Regions from separate parts of the Zea mays genome. Here region 2 is linked to region 1. A link is a contact called in public Hi-C data. All regions are on one chromosome and are shown on one strand. The core of a region is the stretch at or near the end of the contact, and the rest is flanking DNA. Distances in the headings are between cores, read along the strand shown.

Region 1 (2,616 bases), core at 54-2,553:
TGCCCATTTCAAGAAATGCAAGCCTGTTACTACATTACCATCAGGTAGGAGTATAAAATTGTAGAATAGTCTTAAGCCATGTTGCTCCAGGAATTAAAATCAATGGGACATTGGCACTCAACCTCATAGCACAGCAGTTAGCCATCCAAGAAAATTATCCAAACAACATGGCCAAAGCATAAAATGTGGTGTAATAACAATCTTTTAGGACAACATGGTAGCGCATTTTGCACAATGTACATATGCAGTATGATGTCCTAGTTAGAGCATGAGCAGCAGATACCATCGCAGACATATATACAGAACCAAAAAATGATGCCACCTTCACTGCACTTTGTACTACTTGTTGGCAACTCTGGGGTATCAGGCAAAAACAGTCGAGCCATTGAAAAGATGGAAATGTACTAAACCTCGGCTGGTCCTCAGACGACCTTGTGGAAACACAGCCCCTAGAATATCCCTAACAACAATGCACACACACACCGAAGCCGAGCACAAGATAACGACGCATGCGCACAGAACAAGAATACGACGCCGCCGTGACTGCACTTTGCAGAACTAGTCGACAAATTGTGCTATTAGGCTAGAAACGTGGCTAAGTGTACTGAAACCCCTGGTCCTAGGAGGTTCCAGAACAGCATTTAGAACCACGTGCACGCACGCTCATCGACCTCCCCACCCAGTAACAGAATCGTGGCAATGGCAGTGGCACGCGGAAATCCAACAGAATCAACCGCCAATCGACCCAGTAATCCCGCGCCGAAGCTCCCTCCTCCGTCCAGGTCGCCCGTGGTCGGGCGCACGCAGCCGCAATTCGCCCGCGGGGGGGGGGGGGGGGGGGGGGGGGGGGGGCGGGGTGCGGGAGAGAATGAGAGAGAAGGGGGAGATCTCCCCGCGCGTGTTTACCAGGAAGCAGATGGGACACTCCTCAAGGTCGAGGTCCCCTCCACCGGCCGCGGCGTCGTCGGCGCCCGGGTAGCAGGGCGCGAGCTTGGCCTCGAGGATCAGCTTGCGCAGCTTCTTCTGGTCGATATCCTTGTGCTCGTAGAGCCCCTGCGGCCGCGTGAACCGCTCCTCCACACCCGGCTTCCGCCTCCCGCCTATCCGGTTCCCCATCCCTCCCAGATCCGTCTCCGCTGCAGCCGCCGGAGACGAAACCCTTGCTCGGTCGGTCGGTCGCTCTCGCTCTCCCCAGTCCCCACTGCGTCTGCGTGCCCCCCGAGTCACCGTAGATACATACGGTGTACGCAACGGGAGGGTGGCGTATGCGCTGTCGCAGCGGGCGAGGCGACGTGGGAGTGATTTTTTTTTAAAAAAGTTTTTTTTCCCTCGGTGCGGGACGGGTGGGGACTTGTTGGGGAGGAAACGAAGCAGAGAAAGGCAAAGGCAGGCAATGCGGACGGGACGGGCCGGGGCCGCACGCTGCAGCTGCAGCTGCACGCGACGGACGCAGCAGGGGCAGGCAGCAGCTTCTGCCCTGCGGCTGCACACCTGCACTGCCGCTGTGCTGCGACTGCGAGAGAGAGTGCGGCGCGGCTTCCCTTCTCTCTCCGGCTAGACCACAAACATTGTGGGCTCCGGCCACTGTTCAAGCCAGGCAACAAACGAGCGTAAACTTGTGGTGCAACTAAACATGTGGACTTGTGGTGCAACAATAGATTGCTTTTCTAACGTGCTATTACTTACTCAGGCGTTGTTTGGCAATTGGCATCGCTCTACTTCACAAAAATCAGCTGAGCGTTGTAAGTTTTAAAGTAGAGTAGCTTAGCTTTAAAGTAGCGGAATTTCGCAGGCGGGCACGCGGCTAGCATGGCCACAGCTATGGGCCATGAACCGCCTCGGCTTCAAGCCGCTCAGCGTATTCCTCCACCTCTACCGCGAGTTCGAGGGGCTCGCATCGACCCTCTCTGACGCGACGACGGTGACCGTCACTATACCACGTTGTGGCACCACCGGTCGGTCGGCACTGTTCGAGACTCGTCGCCATGGCGCGGCTCGGCCGGACAACAAGACGACGACGGTAGCTAGGGAACAGAAAAAATAATGGTTCGTTTCTTGCAGGTGTGTAATCGATGACAAAGATGGACAATTTTACCCCAACTTCAAGAGGGAGTTAAAATTACTCATTCGTGAATCCCTTTAGCTAATTCATGATTTTTGGTGAAGTTAGGGGTAACTTCACATTTTTGGTGAAGCGAAAATTTTAAAGTTGGTACTGTTTGGCTAGTGGTTTGTGAAGCCGAGTTCGTTTTCGCTAAGTGAAGCAGTCCCAAATAATATCCTAGACTAAGATCTTGTTTGTTTGAGTTATAGCTTTTAGAGCTTTTCTGAAAAGCTGTTGTAGAGCATTTAATCCTAAAAGGCCAATGACAACTTTTTGATGATGTTATTAGCTTACTGTTGGGGCATTCGTCCTCCGAAAGTCCTCAAAAACATAATTTAACAATGTCTTCCAAACATGGCTTATGGACAGGTACCTTCGGACTCAGGTTAAAAGCATACACGATGAGAAGAGCATGATCATGACGAAGGTTGTCGTTGCTCCGAAGCTACGCGCAAGGGAGCTTCGGCTCAATCGCGGAAAAAGGAACCGACTTAAAGGGGGAAAAGCTATCT
Region 2 (2,616 bases), core at 58-2,557, 180 kb before region 1:
ATGTCGGACACGTAGACGGTCCGCCGCACGCTGTCCTCCCTATCACCCCGCCGGGGCCGGCCTCCGGCCCCCCTCCGCCTCCCGTGGTTGAAGCTGTTCCTCCTCTGATGCCAATCACGAGGGCAAAGTCAATTTGTCGTCGTACCACCAGAATTATTAAATGAACACATTTTTTTTGTTCTGGAAGTTGTGAAAGAGCTAAACGGGAGGCCCACGGAGACGAATAGTTGGCATCAAGCACAGTGCCCATCGCTATCACATGGATCCACGTATCAAGTTCTTGGCAATTGCCGTAGTACCACTAGCACCGACCATTCGTCGATATCTGGTTAGCAGGTTTGCACCCATCAAATTGTTTCTTAAGAAACAAACAAGATGGAGCCGTCGACTCTCTCCCTTATAAAGGGAGGGGTTCTTTGTATCATATTTGTAATATATAAGATGATTCCGCAAATGATTTAGAGGAGAATCATAAAAACAGAACGAAATTATAAACCCTCCCTCGCTGCTCGGAGACTTGATTTTTCAAGAGATAAAACAAGAGGGGGGGAAAAGCGACAGGAAAAGGAAGAAGAAAGAAGGAAGTGATCAACCCAAATCTTCCAGCGATCACAGGAAGGAGGGAAAGGTCAGACAAATACCAAAACCTCCCAAATCGAGACGTGTTAGATAGAGCCGTAAAAGACGCAAAATTAACAGCTCACAGACCCGGCGATTCGGTTGGTGGCGACTGCCGCCGCCGCCGCCGTTGCTGGATCCGTCGCTGCTGGAGTCCCTGCCCCCGCCGCCAACGACGACTTTGCCGCCGCCGCCGCCGCCGCCTATCTCCAGGTGCCCGCCGGCAGCGCCGTAGTACTCGGCGGCGGACACGAACACGGGCGCGTCGGCTGAGAGCACCCTTCCTCCCGCCGGCTTCGCCGCCGCCACGGCGGCTGGGGCCGTGCGGCGCGACGACGGCACGAACTCCTGCGCGCAGGGGTTAAGCTTGGACATGAGGTTCTCCAGCTTCTTCAGGTCGCTCTTGTACACCTTCTCCTCCTCCTCCTCCTCCTCCTCCGTTTCTCCCGCCGTAGCTGCCGCATCACCCTTCATCTCCGCCTCCACTTCGCCCTCGGCCTCCGCCTCCGCCTCCGACGTCACCGCGGCCTTAGCCTCGATCGGAATCGGGGACTCCGCGGACGCCGGCACAACCTCCACTGCCACCATTATTGCCTCTTCACGCACTTAACTGGAACGAGATGATATCAAAAGCTCAAAACACGATTAATTGTTTTTTGTTCTCCTTGTTGGATTGGTGTGCGTTAGCCTTGTTGTTGGTGGTGATAGTGATGCAAGAGGGAGGGAGGGGGGGGGGGGGGGGGGGGGGGGGGGGGGGGGAGTGAAGAGGAGGTAGGAGGAGAGGTCGAGAACTGCAGATACGGCGGGGGGCAAGGGAAACGATGGGAAATAAAAAGGGGAGAGTGAAGCCGTTTTGAGAGGGTAGTTGGCGAGAGAGAATCGGTCAGAGGCGTGGAGTGGAGGAGAGGCACGTCACGGCCTTGTTCCCATCCACTTGGTCTTGGCGCAGGCAGTCCACGCCTCTCCCGGATCTCCTGTGTCTAAATTTAGGACGGCGATCCCTCTTTGATCTCAGGAATCTGCATTACAGCAGCAACAGTCTGTCTTTGACTGCCTGCGGCTGCATCTCCTCCTCACCACGCCACCTGCATTCTTGGGTGTGCATGTGTGTCTAAATTCTGGATATTTTTTAGTTCAAGGAAAATATGTTTTACATGCATGTCATTTGTTATTCTGGATATTTATGACCAAATTTCGATAAATAATATAATTATGGAAACTGATCTTATGTTTACAGAGACTCTGTGTTCATATGGGCACTTACCTCCAAATGTGTGTCCGTTAGCAATCCAAACGGGACGGCTAATTTTCGCTTACCTCCTATGGTATTAGAGCACTAGAGCGGAGATGGGAGGGAGTAAATGTTGCTAATATTTTATAATAAATAAACTATCTAAACTTTAAAAAAAATCATCAACTCTTTTTTGAACGGAAATAGAACTATCTATAAAAACCAAATATCTTATAATCTAAATCAATTATTTTAAAACAGGAAGAGAACTAAAATGTTTGGCCCCCTAACCCTCTCGTGTGTGCATGTGTGTGTATATAGGGGGGATAGATGATGTATGAATTATAGTTTTTCGTTGATTAAAATAAAATAATTTATTAAAAAAAGTCGACGTGCTCTGTAAAATATCAAATCTGTCGCTAATAATAAAATTTACAAATTTCAACTAAAGTTGTCATCGTGTACACGACGAATTTGATATGTACCTGTGCTAGTTAACAAATTTTCATGGATCTTCAAGGTTACTTGATTTTTTTTTGAATTCTCTTAAAATTTTGTTAGCCATCTCATAAATACTAGAGTCATTATATAAAAGTTGAATCTCATCAACCAGACATTCATTATTATATCGTCTTTATTATTTTGGTATTGTTAATATACCATAACTTTAGTTTAATATATTAATTAGCTAGAAAATAGACTCATGAAACTGAATAATTTACTAAAAAACTAAAAATTTATTTCATGTCGAGTGTTTAAATTTGATA

Evidence for each region. Hi-C and Micro-C count contacts between places; a contact is called where the count stands out from the background.
Region 2: a Hi-C map of ear shows a contact between it and region 1, with 2.1 times the contacts expected there. The contact joins the promoter of LOC100191644 here to the promoter of LOC100277474 in region 1. A contact is called at or near these places in 3 of 25 Hi-C or Micro-C datasets (ear, endosperm and tassel).

What each region holds. Positions count from the first base shown.
Region 1 is chr4:235,451,844-235,454,459 of Zm-B73-REFERENCE-NAM-5.0, reverse strand. It overlaps LOC100277474 (putative RING zinc finger domain superfamily protein), which reads right to left and starts at 1,303. Exons shown (of 8, transcript NM_001407258.1): 1 at 907-1,303. The coding sequence starts at 1,116.
Region 2 is chr4:235,628,818-235,631,433 of Zm-B73-REFERENCE-NAM-5.0, reverse strand. LOC100191644 reads right to left here and starts at 1,307. Exons shown (of 10, transcript NM_001137073.1): 1 at 709-1,307; 2 at 1-104. The coding sequence starts at 1,206.